Regions from separate parts of the Mus musculus genome. Here all the other regions are linked to region 4. Evidence: chromatin contacts called from public Hi-C and HiChIP or PLAC-seq data. All regions are on one chromosome and are shown on one strand. Each heading gives the region's core, a stretch centred on a gene start, on an enhancer-like site or on the middle of the called end of the contact. The rest is flanking DNA. Distances are from core to core; before and after follow the strand shown.

Region 1 (2,700 bases), core at 2-2,501, 83 kb before region 4:
TTGGTCTAAGATCATGAACAAGGCACAGAAGCCCACTTTTCATCACTTCTACTTAGCATACTGTGTGCTAAAAGTCCTATGGAATGTAATCAGGTAAAGCAAGAAAGCAAGAAAGCAGGAAAGCAAGAAAGCAAGAAAGCAAGAAAGCAAGAAAGCAAGAAAGCAAGAAAGCAAGAAAGCAAGAAAGCAAGAAAGCAAGCAAGCAAGAAAGAAAGAAAGAAAGAAAGAAAGAGGAAGGGAGAAAGGAAGAAGGAAGGAAATAAGGAAAGAAAAAAGAAAATGACTCAGTGGAGAGCAATGACATAAAAATAATCAAAAATATAAAAAGATTCTCAGCCTCAAGCAATCTTTACACAAGTGAGAATAACAATTATTGATTATGAGTAGTATCTACTTCATACCCTTGGGATTGTGAGAAAAGAAATATAGAGTTTTAGCAAGGAAGAAGAAGAAAGGGCCAAAAGGCATCCAAATTAGAAAGAAAGTTGCATTGCTTTGTCTGCTTATAAATAATGTCATCTCATGTATAGAGAAATTTGGTAATATCTACTTTCCAAAGTAATACATTTTCAACTAGTGGGGCATAAATCAACACCTCCAAACCATTTGCCTTTTCTAGGAAAGAAAACTAGAGAATAGTTCATTTATACGTGTATAAAATAGTAAAGTAAGCAGGGTGTTATAGTGGTAATAATATCAATGACCAGATGGGAAGGCATGAGGTCCAGACTTGGTTGTTAACAGCTTAATTGAAATTTGCAGGATCTAGGCTACACTGATATCAATTTCGTGATTCAGAGAACATGGTACAACCTGTCTTTTTCTACTTTCTTCTTTATTAATAAAAATTGGGCTAGCTGTTCCTCTCTGCTATTGTATGAAATTTATGGTTTTGAAGTTCTCTTTGTGGAGGAGGAAAATTGTCCAACAACGAATAACAAAACTCTGCAATTTAGAAGCTGATACAGGTGGTAATTTGAAAGTAATAAATGATTTGTGCAGTAGAAATGATTGATGCCCTCGATTTTATGGGAAAGAGAAATACTAAAGGAAGAGGAACCAATCTTAGTTCCTCAAATTAGGAACATTGTTCTTCACAAAGCCAGATGAGGAGAAAATATAATCTAAGGAAAGAGGCTACCAATTTTACAGGCTTGATAAGATGTGGTGGTGTGTATATGGCCTTCAGAAGCACAAGAAGTAGTGAGTAGAGGAAACTGTGATAGAAATATTGTTATGGGTGGCTCTGTTTATCAAGGTTGAGCAGCAGGAACATGATCATAGAGATTCACTATCAGAGGATAAGTCTGTTATGACATCCTGACAGGACTACTTGCCCCTCGATATAAGATCTCAAACCTCACGTTTACTGGAAACCCAAAACAAAAGAAGTGAATGGCAGAGGACATACATAACCCCCTGGGCTGTGATCTCTAAATTCCACATTCAGGAGCCTTGACTGTGGACATTGAGGGAGTGAAGAAAGCATTGACACAGAAAAAGCAATACAGCGGGGTCAGGTGGGGCTTTCTAATGGCTACTACAGCAGCTATCTGGAACATAGTGTGTTTATTAGGTATGGCCTGGAGTAGGTGTGGCCTTGTTGGAATGGACGTGTCACTGTGGGCGTGGGCTTTAGGACCCTCATCTATCTGCCTGGAAGTCAGTCTTCTCCTAGCAGCCTTCAGATGAAGATGTAGAACTCACAGCTCCTTCTGCACCATGTCTGCCTGGACTCTGCCATGCTCCTGCCTTGATGATAATGGACTGAGCCTCTGAACCCGTAAGCCAGCCCCAATTAAATGTTGTTTTTATTAAAAAAAAAAAAAAAAAAAAAAAAAAAAGATCTCAAACCTCCAGAGCTGCTCTTCAGAGATCAGAGAAGGGAAAGGGAGAGAGAATGGGCTAGAACTGACTCTGGGGAAGCCTGGGGCTGGGGAGAGAGTACAGATAGAGAATGTGACACTTGAGTTTAAAGGGAAAAGAGGGACTCTGAAGGAAAGCCTTCTGTTCTACAAGAGATCAGAAAGGAGTTCCCTGAAGCTTCCATTTGCTGCTCCATGCGCTTTTAACAGGAGGATACTCTTCAAAACAATTTCTGGGAAAGATATCCAGCAGGAAGTTGAAGGCATTCCCCATTGGGATATTTAAGGAGAATGAAAATGATTGTGTTTTAGATATATCTTTGAAATTCTAATTTATCCAAATTTATAAACTTGCCAGGTATTCTTTGAGAAGTTAGAAGAAAATGTTCACACTAGAGTAGGGACAGCAGGATCAGAAACCATCACAGAATGGAAATTTCTAGACATAGTCAGTGGGTGATACTTCAGCATTGATTATTCACATCATACAGCCTGAGATATGTAAGAAGACTTTCCAGAGGGGACCCCAACTGTGATGAGTGTTCTAGAAAGAGATGTGGGTAAGCAGGACAAGACAAGAAATTCCCTAAAAATGGTACAAGCAGACCAGGGGCCTATTGCACATGACCTGGCTGTCCTAGAGTTGTATGCGTATGCATGAATGGAAGGTTGTTTTTACTGTTAGTCAGGGTTGAAAGAATATAAAAATGAGTAATAATTGTGTGTGAGCTAAAAATTGCAAATAGGGTCAACAATATATCTGAGCATGTGAAAGTGTCACCAGGAAAATTATGGTTCACTTTTGGAACCTTAGTTTCATTAATAAAAAGATTTT
Region 2 (2,700 bases), core at 120-2,619, 92 kb after region 4:
GAGAGAGGAGGAGTCAAGGCAGGATGAGGAACATGGTAATGAGCCATATGCATCCTCAGTCTGCATTTGAATTGATTTATTTGAAATGCATTGATCGAGAAAAAAAAGAAGTTGACGTTTTCAAATCATTGCCTTCCATTTAAATAAGCTTTTTAAGCTCTTCTTTTGTGCTTAGATTTCATATTTCTAAAGTTATGTCAAACTATCTCCTTGGCAAATTAGGCAAAGGACAAATGGTAACTCAGGTGGCAATATGTTTCCAGTTGTATTCTTCAATCGTGGTGAGATAGCAGCTGTTTCAGGGAGCACGCTTGTACTAGTTTATTCGCCTATGAGTATGAGTGGAGACTGGGAACGGAACTGTGTTCCCGGTTTTAGGTCGTCTTCGAAATGATTCCCTTCCAGCCGGAGTTCTGTTACTTTTCTCCTCACTGACCCTGCCATGTGCGACTTTCCCCCCTAGATATCCTAAATGTTCATTTTAGGCAAGCCAGTCCTAAATTTACTGTTTTAAAAAATTCTCACATGGATTCGTTTTTCCACACATCACTTAACAGGATCTAACACAGTCTGTGTTTACAATTCGAAATGTAAGATCCACAAGGGCAGGTACGTTTTGTTGATTGTTTTGTGGTCAGAGCTTATCCTGGAACACTTGTTGCAGAGCAAGTATTTGTTTAGTCAAGTAGGTGGGGGGGGGGCGGGGGGGGGAAGGAATTTTACACCATAGTAGAATGCTTGCATTTCCCTGGTGACTGGGCACAGTTAGACCTCGCTGCGGTGCATTTTAACACAGAAAAGGCCAGGAAGAACATTTGAAAATAATCACATAGCTGAGAGCAAAACAAGGTAAGAACCCAGCCTAATTGCATCCCTTTACCAAAAAGATTCCAAAAATCACTTTCTTCTCCACCGTTATCTAGATTTTGCGTTGTTATCTGAGATTGATTCTTCTATGCTTTCAAGCCAGCCGAAATTTCACAAGCAGAAATCTTGCAACATAAAACATATAGAAATATTTTGTTCCCCCAAATCAGGTCTAAATTACCCCAAGAGCTAGCTTTCCCTATAGGATTTCAGCATTTCCCCCCTCCTGGCTCCAATCAGATCCCAAGGCCTAAAGGTGTTCCAAGCAAAAAAACCAGGGGGAACAGGAAGGAAAAATTAACCAAACTCCTGAAGCTTTCAGAATGATTCGTTTCAAGTTGCATTTGCGTCTTGGTATGGATTAGTCATGAGAGGTGGAGGGGAAGGGCTATTATTCAATTCAATCTAAGCCTCGAGGTTTGAGATATTTCTCTTTGTTTAACTTTCTTTTGGGGGTTTCTTTCTTTGTTTAAGTCTCCCCTGTTTCTTGCTGACAACTCATTTTTAACAATTTCTCCTTCATGTGTATTTAGAAATTTTAACGGGAGCCAGGACACGTTTAACATAATCAGGATGGTCCTAATTAAGGAGGGGACAGATGGCGATCTTTCCATAATACATGGGAATCTTGTAAGATTTCTTTTTAATTGAGCATGAAATATGTAACAGATTTATTGCCACCTAGATAGAATGACAGATTTGGGAGTAAATGTACATGATGGTTTACACACACACACAGAGGGGTCTTTAACACCCAGGAAAGCAAAACACAAAGACCTATAGGAAATGTTTTACATGTTAATTTATCACAAGGCCTGGGACAGGAGTCTGAAAAAATAATGAAAATCACAAACACCTTTTATCTTTCAAAATTATTGTTCTTTGCCCTGGTTAAGAGTAAAGGACATTTCCATAATTTACTTCACAGGCTTATTAGAAGAAACTATAGATATTGGAGTCATATATTTCTACATTCAAATCTGGTTCTGTCATTTTGCAGCTAAATTGAAGTTCAGTTGACATGATACAATTCCATGATTGTAATTATGATTTGTTCCTGAAGGGGGTCTGCAAACATGTGAAACATTATATATAATGTTCCCATCTCAATTTTAGGCATAAAGAAAATGCCCAATAAATGCAAAGCAGATTGTAGTGAGAATAAGTATCTGAACAACTATTTAAAATTATATTTTACTGAAAAACTGGGTTATCCCCTAAAATGTACAGCAGTACATACATTGTATGACATTCAAGGTATAAAGGGTACAAGAGTTCAACTGGACCAGATGACTCATTTAGGAGCAATACAACAGACTGCCTGATGTAAACTCAAAGCTGGGTGGACACATTAATTTAAGTTTGCTGATTATCTCGAAAGTCCATCAAAACAGAATTTCTAATTCTATGACCTGCTGCTCTTGCTGCTTTGATTATGCAGCTCGTGTCTCTGTGCACTCATTTCATCCACGTGTTGACAAAATAGCTGAAATCTATGGATTTTTAAAAGTTATTTTATGCCTTAAGAAGTAAAGGAAGGAGAAAAAAGAAATCACAAAAAAATGGGGGGGGGGGGAGATATCCTATTTGGAGAAATCCCGTTGTTTGGAAGTTAAGTTCTGGACTCTCAATTAGCTTTCCATTGAAGCCATGTTAATGAATTTTATTTTTCTTTATGTCAGTGTAAAATGCCACTTATTGAATTGATCCTTTACTTGACCAGTGTAGCCAAGAAGGGATAGTACATTTACAAGGACACTGACATTTCCTTGTAATTTTTCATGTTCTGGCTGTCCTTTGACAATAACTATATCAGTTTCAAGGGTTCTCAAA
Region 3 (2,700 bases), core at 186-2,685, 120 kb after region 4:
GCTGTCCCATAGCTCATCTTGCAGTAACTGCAATGAAAAATCCAACCTATTCTGCCCACTCACAGAGCCTCCTGGACTCTGCTGCTGAAGTTCCCTTTACAGCCCCATTTAAAGAGCCTTCCTGCAAGGTTTCCATTTCAGTATAGAGTCCTCTGCTTCCCCTCCCATTCCCACTCTCTTCATGAGGGTCCTGAGACTTCCTCCAACTTCTGTTCTTGGAGCAGGGGGAGCAGCTATCCTAGATTATTCTTTCAAGCTCTTTACTGCAGATGATTTTCTATAATAAATTTGCTCTATATAACTGTACTTTGTTTATCTTGTTTATATGCCCTGGATCTAATTGATAATAAGCTGTGAATGGTCTACAGCCCTATCTCTGATCCCCAGATTTCCTGGCATGGCTATCACTAGGCACATCTTCAATACCAGGAAAGCATGTTCCTCACTGTGTCTATGTAGCTGTGTGATCTTGGGAAAGTCACAGAATGCTTCTAAGCTACTCTCTTTACTCCCAATGAGGCAGATTTGCTTTTTTTTTTCTCCATGACTAGGTAAAAACAAAGAGTTTCAAGCCACCCATTCATTTTTATCTTGAACTTTTATGTATTTTGGTGAAGTAGATGTAGATAGAAGTAGCTATAGGCTCAGCTAACAGGCTTTCCAGAAATTCCCAGATGATGCATCTTTTATTCTCCATTGTCTACGCCTAGCTTTAAAGATAGAAACTTCAAACTGTTCTTTGAAACAATACAATTAAACAGGTTTGCCTGTTTGTAAGAAAGTTACAGCAGATCATGTACTTAGCTACCAATTCCTCCTGTTTCTGTTTGGACCTAGATGCTTATGTTAAACAGCCTCCACTGTTACTGTACTCATTTCTTCTTGTTTTGTGGTTTCAGCACTTCCACAGTGGTTTTAGACCATTGGAATCCAAATTTTAGGTTCATGTACTCAGGGATAATTATCTTTGGTTGCAAGGAGGATGCATACACAGGAGAGAATTAGACAATTATGGTTTAGGAATTGCTGTTTCCAATAGTAAAGTAAAAACATATAAGTTTAAAAGTATATATATATGTGTGTGTGTATATGTATATATATAATAGGTATGTATATATAACATATATATATATTTCATAGTTGGCTTTTCTAAATTAAAACATTTGGGTTTTCTGAGTTTACTAGAAGTTTAACTTTATCTAGTGGAAAATAGTCAGTATCATTTCTGCACATAATATGATTCATGATGGAGAGTATTAATTAAATAAATTACCATAATATGCAATACATTGCATCCTGATTGCCTCTTTACTTCTCAGTCTGACCTATTGACTGTTAAATGTTTGAAGAGGAGCAGGATTGAAACCTTTTCATCATGCATTCTCGGTGTTGGCGCAGTGCCTGGCATATGGGAGATTTCAAAACACATGAGATGAATTAATGAATACTGCTGGGCTGGAGGCAGAACAACTGGCGTCCTCAGCACAGGGCAGCCATGGTGCCTCTGAGACCACAAGTTTTGTGTGTATGTGTGTGTGTGTGTGTGTGTGTGTGTGTGTGTGTGTGTGTGTGTTTGTCTGTGTGTTTTGTCCCTGTGTGTGTGTGTAAGTGTCTGCTTTCCTCTTCTGTGCATGTAGGTTTATGTGCACGGGGAAGGCAGGAAAGGAGCTTAGTGTCCTGTTCTATAATTCTGAGGCTGACTGACTTGAGACAGAGTCTCTTATAGAACCCAGTTATCCTACTGGGACTTTTTTTATTCAAGCCACTGAACCGTACCTCCAAACCTGACACTTCATGTTTTTTTTTCCCTTTTCTTAATACATTTTTACTATTTGTTTTACTTTAACGTTTTATACACTAATTAAAATATAATTACATTGCTTTCCCCCTCCCCTTTTATCCCTCCAGTCAGTCTCCAGTCTCCTCTCTCTGACAGTTTTCCCACCCCCATGCTCTCAAATTGATGGTCTCTTGCTGTCACTACACTATGATTGTTACACACATATGTGTGTATACATGTATAAGCAGGTACATGCATAAACACAATCGGTGGAGTCTGGCTTTGTTCTGTGTGTGTGTGTGTGTGTGTGTGTGTGTGTGTGTGTGTGTGTATGGTTTCAGAGCTGACCACTATGTATTACGTAATTAAGAGGCTCATACCTAGTTATAGCTAATTCTCCCTCTTTCAATAGTCATTAGTTCTTTATCTAGGAGTGTGACCTTCATATTTTGCACCTGCCAGGTTAGAATGTCTATCAAAATTGTCATTGTTCAGGTCCTGTTTAAGCAGCATTTCTGAGAAAGACTGCTTCAAAGCAGACTTCCTAGTATTCTGGCTTTTATAATCATCCAATCCCTCTTTGGTAATGTTTTCTAAGCTATGTATATAAAAACTGTGAGATAGATGTATCTATTGTGACTTAGATAGATCTATGTGGATATAGATGGATCCATTAATTCTTGTCTTTTGTTCTGTGATCATCTCCATTTTCTGTAAAGAGAGGCCTCTTCAACGATGTGTGGTTAACTACACTTATTTCTCATTATAAGGGTAAGGTTTAGAATATAGTTAGGAATTATACTGGTCTAGGAGATGATGGTACTAGATTATTTTCTAAGATCCACAACCTCACTAGTTCTAGCAAGTTAGCTAGATTTCTAGTACCATGCATGATTTTCCTCAAGTTGAATAGGCCTCAA
Region 4 (2,700 bases), core at 156-2,655:
ATTTTTCTTAAGGAAATGATCTCTGGTACTCAGAATTGTATCATACTCAGGTAGGAATGGATTATTACAATGTTTCCTCCTGGTACCTTTTTGTTTTGGGCAATAGTTTCCTGGTCTTGTGCTGACTTCTGTCTGTGTCTGGGTTGAAAGTTTGTTTCTGAGAGCAGGGGTAGAGTTGGGGGTTGGTGTGCACAAGAGTGTTTGTGAAAGGTCGGTAGGTAGTGAAGCTGCGTTGTAAAGTAGAGCCCTTTAAACATTAAGTTTGAAGATGGGCGGGGACCTCCTCTTTATGGTAAAATGCAAAGGAAATTGCATAGAGGAAAAAAAACAGGCAGCAGGGGATTTGGTCAAACTCTGTGATAAAATCTGCGATCGCAGGAAAGTGCGTAGGCTTTGAAGTCCATGCGTGATTCTGTAAAGGACTCGTGTTACCAATTAGAAATCAGTAACCTGGGTCCCTGATTTCATTTGCGCCAAGAGAGAGGCTATGTTTAAGGGTGACGATAAATCTCCCTGAGCTTAAAAAGACAGAGAGGGCCAAAGTGTGAACTTTTTACTTCAGCAACGGAAGCGAGAAATCAATGATTCATTAAAACCCGAGACCTCCTTGGAAGCTGGCAGGAGAGGAGGAAACGAAGCTAGCTCATTATGTCTCCCTTCTCGATTTTAGCTTCTATCAGTTTATAATCTGTTCTTGGAGAGAGTTTGCCCAGAGCATCCTCTTCTGCCTTCTCCCCAGCCCTCTTCCCTGCTTCTGGGATCTGGAAGGCAGAAACACATCCACACACAAAAGCCAAGCTCCAAACTCTATTTTCGCGGCCAAAAGGAAAAAAAGAAAAGAAAGAAAAAAGAAAGAAAAGGAAGGAAGGAAGGAAGGAAGGAAGGAAGGAAGGAAGGAAGGAAGGAAGGAAGGAAGGAAGGAAGGAAGGAAGGAAGGAAGGAAAGAAGAAAACTACAGTGGAAAACAAGTGAGCAAGGGGCTCCCTGTAGGGGAGGGGAGTGGTTCCCGCCGGAGGGCAGCAAAATTCGGAAAGCACGCGGACAACTCGCGCTGGTGGCCAGCGCTGCGAGCACAGGACGCCGGAGCCGCAATTAGCAGGAGCTGCAGGCTGCGGGGCGGCTGCGCCCACGGAGGCGGCGAGGAAGGGACCCGCAGCCCCCAGCTCAGAGCAAAGGCATCGCGCACTCCTCTCGCCCAAGATCCCCCCGCCCCCTCCCCGGTCCCTTCCCCCCTCCCTTTTCTCTGGCGTTCCCAGCAGCTTAGGGTTTCAGATGTCCCACCGCCGTTTGACCCCCTCCCCCCCTTCTCCACCCCTGCAAATGAGGTTTGACCAGCAGAGGCAGAGCCCACCTCTGGCTGAAAAGCACTGACATTTAGACTCCAGGCTTCAACCTGTTTACAAGCGGCTTTCCAAGGGACTTGGAGGTGGAGAGAAGGGCCCAACAAAACGCCAGCCGCCAGCCGCCCCCCAAACAAGAAGTGGCTTTCGGAAGACTTCACATCAACAGGCACCACCAAAAAGAGAAAGGAAGGAGAAGACAACAGCGCCTGGGCAGCTGCCTCCAGTTCTGACAACTCCAAAGAGACACTTTTTAAGTGGCCAGCAGGCTGGGACTCTGCAGAGAAGGACCAGAAGGTGCCAACCGCAGAGGGGCGCAGATGTCTTCCTGCACCCCCACCCCACCCACTTTGGGTTTTGTTCACCGTCCTGTCATCTGTTTTTCAGACCTCTTTTGCATCTAACATGGTGAAGAAAGGAGTGAAGAAGAGAACAAAGTAACCCCCGGGGGGAGCGAAGAGCTCTGGTGACCGACACCACCAGTTCCTACTGCCGCGGCCACCCACGTCCACTGTTCACCCTGAGACTGGAGAGACGCAGGCAGCGGATCCGAGGACGGAGCGAGGACAGGCAGCCGGTCCTTCCTAGAAGTTATGGATGTTGGTGCACTCGCTTCTGGCCAGATCCGTACCCAGAGGGAGCTATCCAGAAGCCACCACCTCCAGCTGTCTCTCTGCCTCGCAGCAGGTCTTACCCTTCCAGTATGTTCCTTCTGATGAGACAATTTCCAGTGCCGAGAGTTTCAGTACAATGTGGAAATGGATACTGACACATTGTGCCTCAGCCTTTCCCCACCTGCCGGGCTGCTGTTGCTGCTTCTTGTTGCTCTTTTTGGTGTCTTCGTTCCCTGTCACCTGCCAAGCTCTTGGTCAGGACATGGTGTCACAGGAGGCCACCAACTGCTCTTCTTCCTCCTCGTCCTTCTCCTCTCCTTCCAGTGCGGGAAGGCATGTGCGGAGCTACAATCACCTCCAAGGAGATGTCCGCTGGAGAAGGCTGTTCTCCTTCACCAAGTACTTTCTCACGATTGAGAAGAACGGCAAGGTCAGCGGGACCAAGAATGAAGACTGTCCGTACAGTAAGTAACAAATGCGTGCTCCTCTCCTTCCAATTATCCACCCCCACCCCACGCGGGGAGGGGGGGGGAGACAGAATCTGTTCCAGATGTGGCCAGCTAAATATTTATGTCCCCAACCCCTGTAAAATGATGAAGTGGAATACTTTCACACTAAATCAGCCCCCTCCCGAGTATACATTGTGCGCAGCATTTCCTCCACCATGCAAGCCTCCTCCACATCCCTTGCAACCCTGATTCCCTGATCTCTCTAGTCTGTCACTCACAGGATCACTCCTGGTGCTG
Region 5 (2,700 bases), core at 186-2,685, 120 kb before region 4:
GTACTAGGTGTCCCTGTAGCACGTGCTGCCAAACATTTTCAACAAATACTTGAAAAAAAAAAACTTAGAGCAAAGGCCTAATAGAGACTTAAACCCACCATCCAGAGGTTAAAAAGAAAGAAATGCAGTCTCGGTTACTTAAAATTGTTCTAATTTGACAAGAGTTGTCTGGATGCAGCAGGGATTCATTGCTTGATAAAGGAAGGCTACTATCTCTGTTCTGTTTTCTCTATTATGCAGCAAATGTATGGGCATTGTTACCCACATTTTATCTAGCAATTTTCAAAAGAATAAGCAGCCCTTTACATTGACCTCCTTCATTGTATATATAGGTTATTAGATTTCTCACTCTTCTTTATCACTGATTGGTGGAAATCTAAGCCTGAAGCAAAACCTGCCGAACATCTGTTTCTGGATATCACCCCCACACGGTGACAAGAAGACTCAGCAGACAGCACAACAGTGTTCCTGGAACACCCCCTGCCCTCTCAGCAGGAGGAGTCAGAGAGCACATCCTGCACATGGAAGAGACAATCATCAAACTGATCAGCCGCGTCACAGAGTAGCATTCATCCATTGCCCAGTGGTAAATCAAGTCATTGTTCTTCTGCTATGTCTGAGTTTCTTGCCAGTTGAAAATGCTTCAGTTTATGGTTCGAGCCAGATTCTCCTGCAGTCGCCAGCATCTACCCTCTCCATTCCTTCCTTCTTGAGATTTTGTAATGGTCTCTAAAGCTTCTGGCATCAATCTATTTTCTTTCTGAGCATTGCTTGCAACCTACTGTGTGTTTCTGGTTTGTTAGCAGGTGGCCCAGCCTGCCAAAAAAAGGAACTTGTGTTTGAAGTAACCCAGGGAACTCACCAGTTCCCAAATTGGTATCAGCCCTTTTACAAATTGCAGAGCCTCGTGGGTACTTTAAAGCTTATTTAGCAGACAGGCTCGCAGGGTATGAAGCTTTACCCAAACAATTCGTGTGTGATCAAAGGGGGACAGGACATGGCAACGGGTCTTTTTCTTTGGAGTTACTTTTACAAGTGACTAAGGAGATGAAAAAGAAGAAACAGGTGAAAAGTTCGGGCCAAGTGAGCCATGCCAAGTATTTCACAAGTGGGGAGATAGTAGCAAATTAAAAATACAACAACACCAAGTTTGCTTTTTGTGAGGTTTCTTAACTTGGGCTGCCTAAGCAGAAGGCCAATTCTATTTAGAAAACAGTTGCTGGGTTCTGAATCGAAGCCTGTCCTTACAAGAGAGATGCAAAATGGAGCTGCGGATTTATAAACACACGATGCAATCAGGAGCTGGAGATGCCTTTTGTTATTTACCCAAATGCACGCTAAAAGTGACAAGAGTTGTGTATCCTCAAACAACCTTCATCTGGCAGAGTGATATCACCAAGTGGCCTGTTTTGCTGCTAGATGCACTAAAGATTAGATAAGAAAGCAAACAGTCCCTGTGGGATACTCTAAGTCTTCTATCTGCCAAAATAGCATCTCAGACCAGATCAAAAGCAGGAAGGATTTAGAGCATCTCTAAAGCATTTCACACAAGCATAAAGAAGATCTAAGAACCACAGCATTGGCATGGAATTATAAAGTAAGCTTGCCTTTGAATGGGAGGATTTTTCAGCTTACGGTTACAGTTGTATGTGCCACTTGAGGTTTTATTCTCCCACTATTTTTCAGATTTCTTGACCCATCTCATAAAGTAAGTCAATCAACATGACCCATTACACTGTGGGTCAAGGAAAGTCAGCAGCAGTGGAAGAAGTGGGCCTCTGCTTACTATTTTGTCATGAAGAAGCTGGAGTCCAACTAAATTTTCTATATTATGTTCCCCTCTCTATGAAAATCAGAAGTAGGGTTATATTCCTTTTTGGTTTATTAAATAAACTACCTCTTGACTTAAACCTAAGCTGTAGTACTTTAGTTGTCATTGTAAAACTATATACCAGTTGTTATTTAATGATAATCAAGTAGGTAAGTGAGAAACTAGGAGGAATATTTGCATGCTATTCCCTCTTATACAAAGACCATGATAGGATGCCTGCAACCAACCATTGGACTGAGCATGGGGACCCCAGTGGAAGAGTTTCTGGAAGGACTGAAGAAGCTGAAGGGGTTTGCAACCCCATAGGAAGAACAACAATATCAACTAACTGGTCAGAGTGCCCAGGGACTAAACCATCAACCAAAGAGTACACATGATGGAACCCATGGCTCCAGCTGCATATGTAGCCTTGGATGGCCTTATCTGGCTGGCATCAATGAGAGGGAAGGCCCTTGGTCCTGTGGAAGCTCAATGACCCAGCGTTGGGGAATGCTAGGGTGCTGAGGCTGGAGTGGGTGGGTGGGTTGGGAAGAAGTCTCATAGAAGAAGGGGGAAGGGGGACATAGGGGGTTTGTGGAGGGGGAAGCTGGGAAGCAGGTAACATTTGAAATGTAAATAAAATAATCAATTTACAAGAAAACAAATCTTAACACATACAAACACCCATATCATTGAGGAGCATTATTGTAAGAACATGTTATAATGCTTACGAATATTTTCTTACAGCTGCAGTCACACAAAACAAAGAACACAGTGTTTACCCACACTTTCAAATGCTTATTTCCTTTGTAGAAAGATGATCACTATCTCTTCTTTTTAATGCTTACCTTCTTTCACTTATTCAAATTTAATCTGTCTTAGAAGTGAAA

What was found. Hi-C and Micro-C count contacts between places; a contact is called where the count stands out from the background. HiChIP or PLAC-seq counts read pairs in DNA pulled down with a chosen protein or histone mark.
Region 1: a Hi-C map of the G1E-ER4 cell line shows a contact between it and region 4, with 1.7 times the contacts expected there. The contact joins the enhancer-like site here to the promoter of Fgf10 in region 4. A contact is called at or near these places in 1 of 39 promoter capture datasets (3T3-L1-derived adipocytes), 3 of 484 Hi-C or Micro-C datasets (the G1E-ER4 cell line and nephron progenitors), 1 of 115 datasets of contacts at active chromatin or transcription factors (stem cell-derived neural progenitor cells) and 3 of 9 other capture datasets (adipose tissue, embryonic stem cells and embryonic tail).
Region 2: a contact with region 4 is called in an H3K27ac HiChIP or PLAC-seq map of the NIH/3T3 cell line, with 2.7 times the contacts expected there. The contact joins the enhancer-like site here to the promoter of Fgf10 in region 4. A contact is called at or near these places in 8 of 39 promoter capture datasets (the 3T3-L1 cell line, the HPC-7 cell line, frontonasal cranial neural crest and 4 more), 2 of 115 datasets of contacts at active chromatin or transcription factors (the NIH/3T3 cell line and embryonic limb bud) and 1 of 9 other capture datasets (liver).
Region 3: a Hi-C map of the G1E-ER4 cell line shows a contact between it and region 4, with 3 times the contacts expected there. The contact joins the enhancer-like site here to the promoter of Fgf10 in region 4. A contact is called at or near these places in 2 of 39 promoter capture datasets (the 3T3-L1 cell line and liver), 2 of 484 Hi-C or Micro-C datasets (the G1E-ER4 cell line and cerebral cortex) and 2 of 9 other capture datasets (adipose tissue and liver).
Region 5: a contact with region 4 is called in a Hi-C map of uterus, with 2.4 times the contacts expected there. The contact joins the enhancer-like site here to the promoter of Fgf10 in region 4. A contact is called at or near these places in 6 of 39 promoter capture datasets (the 3T3-L1 cell line, 3T3-L1-derived adipocytes, the HPC-7 cell line and 3 more), 6 of 484 Hi-C or Micro-C datasets (the 3T3-L1 cell line, the HPC-7 cell line, brown adipocytes and 1 more), 4 of 115 datasets of contacts at active chromatin or transcription factors (craniofacial prominence, embryonic stem cells, extraembryonic endoderm stem cells and 1 more) and 2 of 9 other capture datasets (embryonic tail and liver).

The regions. Positions count from the first base shown.
Region 1 is chr13:118,630,445-118,633,144 of GRCm38.p6, forward strand. The region is part of intron 2 of Gm10732 (predicted gene 10732); the gene reads right to left. Among named protein-coding and RNA genes, the nearest start is that of Gm10732, 27 kb to the right of the region's middle. Within about 2 kb of position 1,252, at least 2 of the 459 cell types and tissues checked have an H3K27ac peak or open chromatin away from gene starts, as enhancers often do. A contact at or near this core is called in the G1E-ER4 cell line, where this site is marked.
Region 2 is chr13:118,805,357-118,808,056 of GRCm38.p6, forward strand. No RefSeq gene overlaps it. Among named protein-coding and RNA genes, the nearest start is that of Fgf10, 92 kb to the left of the region's middle. Within about 2 kb of position 1,370, at least 4 of the 459 cell types and tissues checked have an H3K27ac peak or open chromatin away from gene starts, as enhancers often do.
Region 3 is chr13:118,833,821-118,836,520 of GRCm38.p6, forward strand. No RefSeq gene overlaps it. Among named protein-coding and RNA genes, the nearest start is that of Fgf10, 120 kb to the left of the region's middle. Within about 2 kb of position 1,436, at least 2 of the 459 cell types and tissues checked have an H3K27ac peak or open chromatin away from gene starts, as enhancers often do. A contact at or near this core is called in the G1E-ER4 cell line, where this site is marked.
Region 4 is chr13:118,713,294-118,715,993 of GRCm38.p6, forward strand. Fgf10 (fibroblast growth factor 10) reads left to right here and starts at 1,406. Exons shown (of 3, transcript NM_008002.4): 1 at 1,406-2,418. The coding sequence starts at 2,091. RefSeq lists cis regulatory regions at 7-643, 1,204-1,214 and a promoter at 1,437-2,090.
Region 5 is chr13:118,593,621-118,596,320 of GRCm38.p6, forward strand. No RefSeq gene overlaps it. Among named protein-coding and RNA genes, the nearest start is that of 1700003P14Rik, 39 kb to the left of the region's middle. Within about 2 kb of position 1,436, at least 8 of the 459 cell types and tissues checked have an H3K27ac peak or open chromatin away from gene starts, as enhancers often do. A contact at or near this core is called in uterus, where this site is marked.